Regions from separate parts of the Hordeum vulgare genome. Here regions 2 and 3 are each linked to region 1. The links are chromatin contacts, called in public Hi-C maps. All regions are on one chromosome and are shown on one strand. Each heading gives the region's core, a stretch centred on a gene start, on an enhancer-like site or on the middle of the called end of the contact. The rest is flanking DNA. Distances are from core to core; before and after follow the strand shown. Region 1 has its middle 9.5 kb from the start of LOC123430740. Region 2 has its middle 42 kb from the start of LOC123427663. Region 3 has its middle 49 kb from the start of LOC123430739.

Evidence for each region. A called contact is a pair of places that touch in the nucleus more often than the background predicts.
Region 2: a contact with region 1 is called in a Hi-C map of leaf, with 3 times the contacts expected there. The contact joins two enhancer-like sites. A contact is called at or near these places in 4 of 6 Hi-C or Micro-C datasets (leaf and seedling).
Region 3: a Hi-C map of leaf shows a contact between it and region 1, with 2.0 times the contacts expected there. The contact joins two enhancer-like sites. A contact is called at or near these places in 3 of 6 Hi-C or Micro-C datasets (leaf and seedling).

Annotation. Positions count from the first base shown.
Region 1 is chr2H:603,651,878-603,656,756 of MorexV3_pseudomolecules_assembly, forward strand. No RefSeq gene overlaps it. Among protein-coding and RNA genes, the nearest start is that of LOC123430740, 9.5 kb to the left of the region's middle. Within about 2 kb of position 2,039, at least 2 of the 3 cell types and tissues checked have open chromatin away from gene starts, as enhancers often do. A contact at or near this core is called in leaf and seedling, where this site is marked.
Region 2 is chr2H:603,894,412-603,899,290 of MorexV3_pseudomolecules_assembly, forward strand. No RefSeq gene overlaps it. Among protein-coding and RNA genes, the nearest start is that of LOC123427663, 42 kb to the right of the region's middle. Within about 2 kb of position 2,515, at least 3 of the 3 cell types and tissues checked have open chromatin away from gene starts, as enhancers often do. A contact at or near this core is called in leaf and seedling, where this site is marked.
Region 3 is chr2H:603,490,576-603,495,454 of MorexV3_pseudomolecules_assembly, forward strand. No RefSeq gene overlaps it. Among protein-coding and RNA genes, the nearest start is that of LOC123430739, 49 kb to the right of the region's middle. Within about 2 kb of position 2,621, at least 1 of the 3 cell types and tissues checked has open chromatin away from gene starts, as enhancers often do. A contact at or near this core is called in leaf, where this site is marked.

The sequences.
Region 1 (4,879 bases), core at 789-3,288:
ACTCCACATATTTTTAAGAGTTTAAAGTATTTTATTTGTTTAATATTTATTTTGAAGGACGCATTTTTTGAGGTAGAGGCTTCCTTGAGCCGGCGGACCGCACGCAAAGCATCCGTCGACTTATATGCCCGCCACCTGTTATGCTAGGCTGCAACCTTATTCATTTGTCGTTGCTTTCTTATTCATTTATTGTGACCATCTATGTCCCGCGAAACAAACAGTTTTTGCAACATGATTTTTGTTGCAAAAAAATCAACAATGTGGCCTCTGTCATGAAATGTTTCGCAGACATTTCTACAACATGATCTTTGTTGCAAAAATATTATGCAACATGACCTTTGTTACGAAGGTTTCTCCAAGACGACCTCCATTGCAGAGGTTTTTGCAACATTAGGTGTATTACTATGGTGAAGGTTGTCCGCTAGCCGCTTGATGGGTCAGGATCTCACGGCTCGTGACCTGATCGATTTTTTTCAAAAGATCAGAAGACAGATGCGTAGCACATCCTATTTTTAGTAAAATCTTCCCTTCAACTGGTGGATCGCACGCAAAACGTCCGTCTAGTATGCCCGTCACGTGTTATGCTAGGCCACAACCTTATTCCTTTGTCGATTATTTCTTATCCATTCATTGCAACCATCTATGATGCATGGTCTTTGTTGCAAAAAAGGACATGTCCTTCGTAAAAGTTGTGCAGGCATTTCTGATCTTTGATGCAAAATCATTCTGGAACAAGGAAATTCCTATTTGTCGCACTCTATGGCTAACTGTCACCGATTCGCACACAGAGCTAGCGACTAGCGAACAAGGTGGGCTGGCCCAATTAGGAGATAACCTATGGTTTACAATTTTTGGTTTTGGGAACCTCCTCGAAGGTTTCAGACTGGTTTTGCAAAGCTTCTAGAAGGTTCCTGAACGAGTTTTCTGTGGTATTCATTTTGTTATTTTTGGTTTGTCCTTTTCTATTTGTTTCCATTTCCTTTTTGTGTTTAATTTTCATTTTTTTTTGTATTTCTCTTACTTCTTTCAAATTTTTTCTATTTCTTTTTTAATTCCTTCTATACTTGTCTTTTCTTCTCACTTTTATTTTTTAGGAATATCAAAATTTGTTCGAAATTTCAAAAAAAATTTGGAAGTTCAATTTTTCTCAGTTATTTTTTCCAGAAGTTCCAAAACTTTTTATGTTTATTAAAAAAATGTCCACCTTTCAAAAAAAGTTCATACGTTAAAAAATGTTCTGTTTTCTTATTTTGTTTTTCATAGTTTCAAAGAATTCATAAAAAGGTCCAGACTCTCAAAATTTGTTCAAAATTTCAAAATTCATTAACTTTTTCAAAAAAAGTTAGATTCCAGAATTTTGTTCATTTTTTTATAAAAATGTCTGGAATCCCAAAAATTGTCGGAAATTTGAAATTTGTTCATGTTTTGCAAAAAAAATCACCTTTAAATATAATTTAAAATATATAATCACATTACAAAAATTCAAGTTCACATTTTTAAATTTTATTCACGAATTCAATTTCTAAATTTTGTTCACAAATAAAGTTCACACTTTTAAATTTTATTAACGAATTCATTTTTTAATATTTTTACACAAAGAATGGTCCCGTTTGCAAAATTTGTTCACGAATTCCAAAAACGTTCATGTTCCAAAGTTTGTTCACAATGTCAGAAAACTTCGGATTTTCAAATTTTGTTCTTGTTCCGAAACTTGTTTCTATTAATTCAAAAAATATTAAAGTAACAAAACTTGTTTTTATTTTCGTAATATGTTTCCATTGCCAAATTTTGTTCAGAGTTACAAAAAATGTTCCCTTTCTGAAAAATTGTTATCAGATCCAAAAAAATGTTAGCTTTCTTTCAATTTTGCGCCAAGTTTTAAAAAATGTGGTATGCTGCTCTGCCTAAGAGCGTTAGGTCTTGTGTTCGATTCTGAGCGAGAGCACTCATTTTTGTAATTTTGCATAGCGTGGTCCTGTTGTTGGCCGGCCCAGGTGGATGTTCATGTGTGTGTCGGGTTGCTATTTGCCATAAAATGCGGCCAATAGGAGCTCCCTTGCAACATAGGACCTCCTATTTGCGGCTAGCTGCAGCAAAAATGTGCAGCTTCAAACACGAGGCGAGTAACCTTGGCCGTCCATTCGCTACCCTTCACGGAATGAAAAATCGCAAAAACTAAGTGTACAATACCTATAAATCGAACACTCGACCTGCAATACATGCCTGCGATGCACTAGCCACTATACCAGGCGACCTACACTGAAACAATTGCAGTGCTACTATTAAAATCAATCGGCTGCCGAGAAAAATAAAAAAGTGGCAAAAGTGATTATTTTTAAAAATAAAATATTTTTACAAAACTAATTTCGAAAATATGGAAGATTTTCAAATTTCATGAAATAAAATTCAAACTATACCACTTTAAGAATATATGAACAAAATTGGAAAACAGGAGCATATATGGAAATTCCCAAATATTTTACAATTTGTGAACAAAAATGAAACATGTGAACATTTTGTGAATTTATGAATAAAATAGGAAACAGGAACTTTTTTTAAATATGTGAACAAATTTCGAAATTGAAAATATATTTTTGATTGCTGCACAAATTTAAAAAAATAGGAACAATTTTTGAAATTCCAGAACAATTTGCATTTCTGTACAAAATTACGAAACAGGAGCATTTTTAACGAAATTCCCATATAGATTTCATTTTTAGAATTTGAAAAATTTTATTCTAAAATCCAGAAATTTTGTTGAAAACCCAGAACATTTTTTTAAAAGCTAATACATTTTCTAAATTTGAACAACAATATTTGGAAATCCCAATTTTTTAAAATCCAGAACATCTTTTTGAAACAGAAAAAAAAGGACAATGAGCATATATGGATATTCCAAAATATTTTATAATTTGTGAATAAAAATTGAACATCTTAACATTTTGTGAATTTGTGAACAAAATTGAAAATATGAAAATTTTATAAATATGTGAAAATTCTCGAAATTGAAAATATTTTTTGGATTGTTGAAAAATATAAAAAAGGAACAATTTTTTAAATTCTAGAACATTTTTGTATTTTTTAACAAAATTAAAAAACATGAGAATTTTTGTATAAATTCCCAAATAGATCTTATTCCTCGAATTTGAAGAACAATTTTTGGAAATCCCGAATATTTTTTGATAATGCAGAACATTTAATAAAAATTTTGTACATTTTTAAAAAAAGCAAATAATGATTTTCGAATTTGAAGAACAATTTTTGAAAATATAGAACATTTTTGAAACAGAAGTAGAAAAGAAAAAAAGAATAAAGAAAAAAGAAAACGAAAAAAACGGATTGGGGAACCTTCTAAAAGTTTCCTAAAAGCGGAAAAACCGACACGGAAAGGTTCCGAAAACCGGGATGAGGTAAACGCTCTAATGGACGAGCCCAACCTGAACGACCCCCTTCCCTTGTGCATTTGGTCGACACTTCGATGCACAAAGCGTCAAATAGGATTGTCCCTTCAACATGACCTTTGTTGTGAAAAGATACGCCGTTGCCATCTTGGGCCACCAAGGTAAGCTCAATAGTTTTTATCTACAAAAGAAAAGTAAGCCCGATGTTCCGCGGCAGCCCAACACGAGATCTAGTCCGTGACAGCCATCAGCGCTACCAGCCGAACCCTGTGCCTCTCAGACACGGGTCGCCGCCACCATCGCCGTTGCCGTCCTATTTCTCTCCTTTCTGGCCGTCTATGCCCCGTCCGCGACCTCGCACACTGGTTTCTTAGGTACGAACCGGTGATTGTTCCAAACTACCTTCTCAAATTCTCGGTGTGCCGGTGCTCACCATCTAGATCCTTCAGTGTGATTTTTCGTGCGGTTTCTGTGAGGGCTGGAACAATTTTGTAGGTTCTTGTTCAATGGTAGGCTGGCGGGCGACGGGTGCTCGCGCTATTCTATCACGACCCGGCGGCAAACCAACCACCGGCGACGAGCTCGAGCTACCTAGGCGTAGTCGCAGCCGAATTCGAACCACGGGAGTGGAGGAAGACAAAGACGGGATAAGAGCGAATGGGAGGGAGAGACAAAACATATAGAGACAGAATATTCTCTTAGTTGATCGATCCTTGACCACGACCCGGGTCGCCCGCTTATAAGTGTGGTTCCCTCTCTATTACAAGGCTTGTGGCCCACCTCGACTACTGGCGTGACGCCCCAGTCATACACTATGAATCATCTCGCTCCCACCAGCCCATGCATTGCTAGCCTTGGCCCATCGCTTGCCGCTTTGCTACGTAGAGTTTCATCTGCAGCGCCCCAGTTCTTAGAGTACCCGCCCTTGAAGATCCAGGTTGTCCCCAAGCTAGCGCAAGTGGATATTTAGCTTTGAGCACGTCATGATCTTTCCAAGTTGCATATGATGTTGGAATACCCGACCACTTGATTAGAACTTGGAGGTAAGGAGCATTCCCTTTCTTCACCACGCGACGATCCAGAAGTTCTTCAGGCAACATCCGTGGAACTAACAGATCCATCGGTTTTGGTAAAGTAGAAAAACCGGAGTATGATCACGCACATGACCTTTGAGCTGAGATACATGGAAAACAGGGTGCACTGAACTCCCCCTGGGTAAGTCCAATCTGTAGGCACCTGCCCCAATTTTGTCTAGAATCTTGTATGGCCCAAAGTACTTCAGATCTAATTTAGGACACGGCCGGTTCACCACTGGAGATTGTGCATAAGGCTGCAACCGTAAATATACCATTTCTCTTGGAGTAAACACTCTTTCAGATCGTTTCCTGTCAGCAAAGTGTTTGTACTTACACTGAGCTTTTGCTAGATGTTTCTTCAGTGCTGTTGTATGCTGAGTGTGTTCACTTAACCAGGTTTGC
Region 2 (4,879 bases), core at 1,265-3,764, 240 kb after region 1:
CGTTCGGTCAGCGATGCGGTCCGTGTACGCTACCGTGCCGCCTGAATGCGGGCCAGGTATGTCAGATAAGTGATCAATACACATTTATACGCCTGTCTGCCCGTAAATTAGTCTCTGAAATGATACTGACATGCAAATTTTTTGACTATTGATACCTATCTGTTACGACGTGTCCAAGTGTGGTAGTGCCCTGCAATTTTCTTCCATTTGGGCAATTTGGGAAGCTTGGCACAAAGCTATGCATGAAGGCCTTTTTCGGAGTCCGACAACTACACATGGCTTCGTGCAATCTTATCTAAGGGATTTAAGGGAAACCGAAGCTATCAAAACTCGGGTCCATGGTCAGAATGTCCACGGCTTGACTAAGTGGATTCCTCCTCCACATGGCTTGCTAAAATTGAATCGTGGATACTACTGTTGGCCGAGGAGCATGTAGAGCTGTTGGTGCACTATGTAGAGACCACACTGATCAGTTTTTGGGAGCATCTACATTAGCTTTCCCAAACATCTCCGATCCACCAACACTTGAGGTTTTGGCTGTGAGAGAAGCTTTAGCTCTAGCAGATGACTTATATGAAAGAAATATACATGTGGCTTCCGAGTGTAAGGTGGTCTGCAGCGAAGTATGGAGCAATTATGTAGGAAATATTACTTAGGAAAACTCACGAAGTATGCATTTTCCCTAGGGTCTGGCCGTCATGTTTGGTTAGGCCAGCCCATTAGATTATCTTTTGTCCGTGTAGACATTGTGAAGATATAATAAATAGCTTTGGAGTTTGCTTTTTTCCCAGTGTTGTGCGATCAAGCTGCACGGACGTACAACTTTTTCTTCGATTTCTTTTATTGAGACATTTTAGAAAGAAAAAAAAGTTGTGCGAGCGTCCTGGGCCAAGTCAGGACTTAGCGCATTTGTTTAGCCGGCCCAACCGACCGCCTACATGTGCGCTTGTATTGGAAATCCCCTATTTGCCGCTCTTTAAGGACAATTAGTCGGGCAAACGTCACAGGACTGTATGGCGAAGGATTCTATTGGGCTGGACCATTTAGTTCTTCATTAATCCCGGTTTTGGGAACCTTCTAGAGGTTCCCAGTCGATTTTTTCTGGTTTTGGAAAACTTCTAGAAGGTTCCTGAATCGGTTATTTTTTCCGTTTTCTTTTTTTCTTTTTTCTTTTATGATTTTTTAATTTCCTATTTCTGTTTCACAAAATGTTCTGAATTTAAAAAAAAAATCTAGATTTCAATTTTTATTTCTTCAAATACGAAAAAGGTTCTTTCTTTTAAAAAATGTTCCAAATTTAAAAAACTTATCGTCTTTTAAAACTTCATTCATAAATTTGAAAAATGTTTGGGATTTTCAAAAATTGGTCTTCAAAATCAAAAAATGTTTTTGCTTTTTAGAAAAGTGTTCTGTATTTTCTAAAAAATGTTCTGTATTATCAAAAAATGTTTGAGGTTTTCAAAAGATGTTCTGAATTTCCAATAATTGTTCTTAAATTCTGAAAACTTGTTGAAAATTGTTCTAGGTTCAAAATTTTGTTCTTGCTTTAAAAGTATTTAAAAACTTGTTTGGATTTCCAAATTAGTTTAAAAAAATTATATTTTTTCTCATTTTTTAAATTTGTTGTCAAGATTCAAAAAATATTCATGCTTTAAAAATTTGTTCAAGCTCTAAAATTTGTTCTCCGTTTTAAAAAATGTTCAAAATTATTCGTGATCCAAATTTGTGTTGGTTTTTCAAAATTATTCCCCAGTTTATAATTTTGTTCTCAAGATTTAAAAAATTGTTCGTGCTTACAAATTTGTCCAGTAGTTTTGAGAACAGTTCTCGGTTTTGAAATTTATTCTCACAATTCAAAAAAAAATAGTGCTTTAAAAATTTGTTTGCGCTTTCAAATTTGGTCGGGGTTTTCAAAATGGTTATCCTTTTCAAAGTTTTGTTCTCAAGATTAAAAATATGTTTGTGCTTCCAAATTTGTTCATGATTTTTCAAAATTGTTCTCAGTCTTAGAATTTATTCTAAAAATAATTGTGCTTTAGAAATTTGTTCGGCTTTTCCGAAAGTTGTTCTTATTTTCAAAATTTTGTTCTCAAGATTCGAAAAATATTCATTCTTTAGAAAATTGTCCATGCTTCTAAATTTGTTCACAATTTTTCAAAATTATTCTTCAAATTCAATTTTGTTTTGCTTCATATACAAAAATTAAAGGAAGAATCAAAGGAAAAAAACAAAAAAAGGAAATAAACAGAAAAGAAAAGAAGGAAACACTTCTAAAATTAATTTCATTTTTTCTTAAATTCAAAAATGTTCTGATTTTCAAAATTTGTTCTTCAAATTAGAAAATTTATTTTGCATGGAATACGAAAATAAAAGGAAAAGTGAAATAAAATGAAACCAAAAGAAGAAAGGAAATAGATATTCCTTATTTATGATTTTTAAGAAAAAGTTATATGAGCCGGCCCAATTAGAAACAGGCCCTGTTCAGCGCTTCCATGCTGTAATGAGCGGCAGGTAGGAGCTCCCTAGTATAGCGAAAGGTAAAACCTATTTGCCGCGCGCTGCGGAAAATTGCCACGGCTTCGCACAGAGAGGGCGCGAGCGAAAATGATATGGGCCGGCTCATTAAGAGTTGTGAGGATGCCGGTTTTGGGAACCTTGTAGAGTTTTTCAGTCGGTTTTTTCGATTTTAGGAACTTTATAGAAGATTACCTGAAAATGTTCTGGATTTTGGAAAAATGTTCTCGTTTTTCAAAAAATATTTCAGAATTTTAAAAAAATGTTTTGGAACTTAAAAAATGTTCCTGAATTTTAAACAATTCCAGAATTTAGAAAAACTTCTGGAATTTGACAAAATGTTTAGAATGTGATAATATATTAGGGAATTTCAAAAAGTATTATGGAATTCTAAAATAAGGTTCCAGAATTTGAAAAAAATGTTTCGGATTTTTATGAAAATGTTTCACATTTTTCAAAAAACTGTTCTGAAATTTGAAAAATGTTCCGGAATTTGAAAAATGTTTCGGTATTTAGAAAATGTTTGGGAATTTGAGAAAATGTTCGGGAATTTGTTTTTTTCAACATTTGAGAATGTTTTGCATTTTCTAAAAAATGTTTGACTTTCTAAAATTATCGTGTTCCAAAAAGTGTACATAAATTGAAAAAATGTTCCAAATTTAAATTATTTTTTTGAAATTCCAAAAAAAATTCTTTTCTAAAAGTAATTGTTCAATGTTTTTAAAATACTTCTGTTTTGAAATTTATTTGTTTTCTTATAAATTCTTTAGAAAGTTAAAAAAATTCCATTGATAATTTTTATTCATATGTACAAAGGTAGTTTAAGTTTCATGAATTGAAAAAAAATGTAACTTTTTAGAAAAAAGAGAAAGAGAAACACAAATAGAAAATAAGGAAGAAGAGAAAAAAAATGAAAAATAACTAAAGGAAAGCGAAAAATACGGAGCCGGTTAACTGGCCGGCCCAGCCGCTTCGCTAGCGACGGCGGCTCAATCGCTTCGGCCCTCGTGTACGAATCCATCGCTATTGGACGTAAAATGCGTCCATGAGGAGGTCATGTGTGAAAGTGCTCGTGAAACGCAGATTATCAGCACCCCAATTAACGTGTATCTAGCCCATATTTTTGGGCACCACCACGTATAATATTTGTAGATGGATAGCCCAGCATAAAACATATTTGACGCAATTGCGTCGAAGTACCTCAGCCCACCACTTTCAAGATGGATAGCCCAATTATTGCTACATGACGAGCTAGTATCATTGCATATCCTGCTACACTGGCAGATGCATACATTTGCATACATCGTGATAGTTTTCACTTGTCTTTATGTTGAGTACTTCTTATAAAGTGTGATGGTCTTGTTTTTATTCATGTAAAACATAGAGTGTTGCCCCTAACTGAGGAAAAGATTTCAAAGAGGACAAACAAAATATCCCAAAGAGGACAAATGAGAGATAAAAAGAAAGAGCCAAAGAGGCCACACAAAAAAAAGAAAAAAATAAAAAGAAATAAAAAGAGAGAAGGGGGCAACAGTACTATTCCTTTTGAAGATCCGCACTCGTACTCCATTGCTATATTGGTACTACATAGAGATTATCATTCATGCATAACTATGTGGGGACCCTTACACTATAGAACTGGGTTTGCATATTCCAATGACGAGCCTCCTCAAATGAGCTCTAGGTCTTCATGAGCAAACAGGTTGGATGCACCCCACTAGTTCCATTGAAGAGCTTACCTTAGCTCACATCTGCATCCGTTACATGGCAATCCCTACTCCTCACATCATATCTTTCATTTGGCTTTCTCTCGCCTATGGTTGTCCTCATTGATGTGAGCCTTTCACATCTTTTTGTCTTCCTTCCCCATCATTATTCTATTTGCCATCCTAAGTGCCAACATATCTTGCTTACGCTCATCCATTGCATGAGTGCTCAAAGTCGAAAGAGAGAGGATCTTTTTAACTTGCGCCTGACTAGTGGTCTCGGGATGAGTCAAAATAAGATTCCGAAGGAGACCAAGTGTGAAATTTTAGTAGATTGAGTAATCAGCTACAAAAAATTATGATCTCAACCCATCTCCCACTTCTTGCATGCAAACACCATTTGGAGACATTCGAGTCACGGACAGCGAGAGCTCTTGCACCTTTATGTTCTTACTTTGCTAAACTCAATACCAATATAGACTCTTGCTTGTTATTGTCTTGACTTGAATTGCATATCTCACTTGCTTTACTTTGAAGTTCTTATATGTGTGTTAGCATGCCAAAACAAAAATTATTGTGTTATCATTTAACTACTCGAGAACGAGCAGAAATTAAGCTTGGGGATGTTGATACGTCCCAAACGTATCTATAATTTCTGC
Region 3 (4,879 bases), core at 1,371-3,870, 160 kb before region 1:
TTGCATGCCTTGTAGCTTTCGAGAGATAGACCGTCGATTGTCTAGGTGGCCCCATTCATAAGCTAATGCTAACACAGCACCATGAAAGAAAAAAAAAAACGCGCGCAATTTGTGTACAACAACCAGGGATCACCGCTGGATAGAAAATCAACAATCATTATTTTTTACGATAAGAAAATTTTCCCAGTCAATTTAAAGGGTTTGGTACATTTGTCAGAGTTAACACCCCATATATCAGATAAAATTAAACTGAAAACGCCAGCATGTCTATTTTCTGTTGGAAAAGAGAATAAGTACACCGTATAGAGTAGGGTACTTTGGCCGGGAGGCTCCATGGAGCTCGTTTATTTATTTATTTAAAAAATCATATTTTTTAAGTTTTTTAAATTGTGAAGAAAATCATACGCATTCATATTAGATGTGTTTTACATGTGTGTAAAATCTGACGATGAAATAAACTGAGGTGAGAGCTACAAAAACAATCATGCATTTTTAATACTCCCTCCGTCTCTAAATATAGGTCTTTTTAGAGATTTCACTAGAGGACTACATACAAAGAAAAATAAGTGAATCTATATTCTAAAGTATGTCTGTATACATCCGCATGTAATCTTTTAGTGAAACCTCTAAAAAGACTTATATTTAGGAACGGATGGAGTAAAAAACAGCGTATGTGCTATTTATCATTTCAAAATCATGATTTTCTATTTATTTTTTGTAGCTCTCATCATAATGTATATCATCTTCCAATTTTACCCACAAGTACTATACATCAGTATCAACGCGCCTGATTTTTTCTAGATTTATCTAAAACTTCAAAAATGAGAATTTCAACAATTTCAAAACAATGAGCTCCATGGAGCTCGTCCTCTATTTAGAATTTTTTTCTACTTAGACCCATATATGCATACAATCGCGTAGTATCTGCTGAAAATTATAATTATTTTTTATAAAGAGGCATCTTCTCCGATTTCATTAATGGAAACCACCAAGTTTAATTGAAGATTATAATGAGAGTTTTAACATTGGGAAGTCAGTACAGATGTCTCGCCACCGGTGGAAATGTCTCTTCCTGCTGGAAAAATTATTTCATTTTAAGGTGACACATAGCTAGAACAACAACTGAGAATTTGATCTTTGATGGCCTACGAGTACAACTACGCAACCAACTTGTCATGCCCAACGGGAGAGCATTTATGGCACGCAAGTGCGAGGGACGAGCCCCTCATGCTTTTTTTTCCTTTTATCTTTCGATTTCAGTTATTCGTATCTTTTGAATGAAGTGTTCAAATTAAATTATGTTTTCATATTCGTGCTTTTTGTGACGTGGCTTTTAAATAAGATCCATTTAAAAAAAATGTTTGAACGAGTTTTAAAAAATATGTTAAATTTTAACTTTTAAAACTTAGTACGAACCGACAAAATCACAACTCTAGTAGCTGCAACCGAGAAAAAAATCGTTTAAAGTTTCAACTCTAAAACTTTATACGAGCAACCAAAGAAATCATAAATTTCAGATACGAAATCATAAGTTTCAAACATAAAAAAATTAAAATTTAATTTGCCCTCGTTTGGGATCCAACAACTGTGCATTTTGTGGTCCCACATCTGCCTGCCCCTGCGAATTTTTGTAACCATCGGTTTGTTCTTAACAGTGGCGGATCCAGTGGGGATGTCGTGGGTGCCCCGACACCCCCTCCAAAATGCAGAACTTTGTTATCTAGTACAAAATTGTATTAAGTTTAAGACAGTTATTTTGAGACGGAGGAAGTATTAGTTAGTCTAATCCTATGCGTTTGAAGGGTTTAAACGATAAACTGACAATTTTGTATGGTTATACAAAGCATTTATATCCTGAGATATGAGGTTGGCGCCCCATGTGGTCAAGCTCTAGGTCCGCCACTCGTTCTTAATGGTGTGGTGTCATTAGTCAAGTTCATGTGTTTAGTCGTAAAAAAAAAGGTTTATATGTTGTGGTATCTTATTTCTCAATCAACTCGTGCGTCTTCGATTATAATTGGCTAAAACACAATAGGGAATCTACAAACCAAGGCGCTAGGCAGCGGCGCTAGGATCTGTTTCCTGGCCTTTCAGTGAAATCATGTTTGATCCCACGATATAAATGCCTTGTATAATCGTTAAACAAGGCGCTAGCATAGGAGCAAAGGTCGTCACCAGGCGCTAGCGAACTTTGCTATTCTCTGTTCACATTGTGTACCGGCAATACATTGTTGCTCGCATCGGAGAGACAAACTCTTGTACAATCGCTAAACATAGAATCAATATTTTTCTTTTACTAAGCGCCTACCCACCCGAGATGCCCTCAGTATTGATTTGTTGGCGGTGAGCGCAAAAAAGAAAAAAAGAAAACTGCGATGATCTTCTCGTGAATCTTGAATCGTGATGCCCTCACCAACGTGACACTGGGGCAATCCCTAGTGGTGACCCGTGCGTGCGCGTGCCACAGATGTTGCGGCATGGATTTGCGGGCGCCCTGCGTGCGGCTAGAGGCGCCATGAGATACAACGACAGGGATATTCGCAACCTCTATCTCCGTCCCCGCGATTGCCACCCATATATGTCCCCGTTCCATACCCCACGGGAATAAATAGTTTATCTTTTCGATCTCGTTGGGTTTTTCATCCCCATGAGGAAACCCACACATGCAATCAACAACAATCTTTAGTAGCATTTAAGTAGACAAAATTATTTCAACACAATCAACAATATGTTGGAAAAAGCCTATTCGTCGCTCTCTACGTCGCCCTATCGGGGCTTCGCACAGGCGCACCCAGCAAGCGTTCGGGAATGGACCGGCCAATTTATAGTTCCAACATCTCCGGTTTTGGAAACTTTCTAGAGGTTCTCAGCCGGTTTTTTCCGGTTTTGGAAAACTTCTATAAGGTTCCCATAATCGGATTTTGATTTTTTTCCTTTTTTTATTCTTTTCTGTTTCTTTTTTTCTGTTTCTGTTTCAAAAATGTTCTGAAGCTTAAAAAATGTTTCGGAATTTGTAAAAATGTTTCGGAATTTGTAAAAATCTTCTGGAATTTTTAGAAAAATGTTTTGGATTTTCAAAAGTATGTTCCAGAATTTGAAAAAATGTTCCAAAAATTGAAAAAATGTTTCAGGATTTGAAAAAAAATTCCGGAATTTTTGTAAATATGTTTTGTATTTTATAAAAATGTTCTGGAATTTGAAAAAATATTCTGGAATTTGAAACATGAACTTTTAAAAGAATATAAAAATAGATTTGAAAAAATTAACAGAAAAAAGGAAAAAAGAAATGGAAAGGATAAGTAAAAAAGAAAGAAGAAAATAAGGAGAAAAGAATAAATTAAAATCCAAAAACCAAAAAGAAATAAAAAAACCGATTGAGGGAACCTTTTAGAACATTCCCAAAACCTGAAAAAAAAACAGATAGGAAAATCTAGAAAGTTCCCAAAACCGCAAACGCTGGCACATCTTAACGGGCCAGCCCAGATCACCGTTGGAACGTTTGCTGTGTGCGAAAGGTCGACTGTTTGACGCTGAATGAGTCAAATAGGAGCTCCCAATATGTTGTGGCTAGGTTAACAATTTCTTTGGGCTTTTCGGGCCAAATAGGCGGAGTTAACAAACATTTGGGTGGGTATGCGAGGGAATTTTTTGGGGTCTACCAATTTTATGGACCACATATAATGCATTCACGGGTGAGGCACGTAACAGGTATGGGTAATGATATCCCATCCACAACCCCATCTGATGTGTTGCGTTAAGATATTTGACCAACCATCTTCACCATGGGCACTAAAACTAAGACATCCCCGTATCCTAATAGAAAAATTACCCACGGGAACAAGTGATGGTTAACCATTGCCAGCTTGATGTAGGGGGGATGAATGGTGTGCAGTGCTTCCCTTTGGCATGGTACTCGGGGCCGTTGCAGCTAAACTTCCGGGAAGCACGGATCGAATCCAACCTTTGGTAGCGTTGCTCCATAGGTGCGACCTATGGAAGGCTACTTGAGGCAAAAGCCATGGATTTGTTGTAGTGGCGGTGGGTTTTTTGACCGAGTTGACAGTTGCTCTGGTGGTGAGATATCGGTGGTCACGATCCCATCTATAGGTATACAGGCGACATTATCGACCTACGGTGTCCTAAAAAGGCTGTTATGTGCTAGGGCGGGCATGTGATGGTGTTGTCCTGTCCTACTAGCTGATTGTTGAGACGTGGGCGGGGATCTTGAATCTTCAGGTACGCAGCAGCAAAGTGCATGTTTTGCTGCCAGCATGGATGAGGATGACGAAGCATGAATCGTATACATGACTACTGAAGCTCGTAGACATGGGATTTGATCATGTGGGTGACCTTCCTTTTTCAATCACCCATTGTAACATGTGATGACGACCTTCCATATTTGGAGCTGTTGGTGGCGACCTTCTCTTGTCGCGACCCAGTTTCCTACTTGTGCAAATCTAGTCTTCACTAGTGTGACATATCACATCAAGACTGTGTTATGCATGTAGTTGATGGGTTCGCAAAAAGTGGTGACGACAACACTAGATGACTTTTATGGGCAGTTCTTCTCAAGCATCGGTCTCGACCTTCGAGGTGGAAACCCAAGGTCTGAACCTTATTGGTTATATCTGGAATAGCGATGTTTCTTGTGTCGTTACCATATTGAAGATATGCTCATTTTTTATTGGACTTGTTCTTCATAGTGAGAAACCATTAGGTGGCTTTCGGTGGATGGATTAGGTGATGGCGGTGCTTTAGCGTCGTCCCCTAATTGAAGGTGTTACTGTTAGAGAATCTTTCTTATAGTATTATTGATGTTAAGAGATGGTTGGAGTGGTTATGGTTGCTGGTGTAGTTTTTTATCATTGGTTTCGTCGCT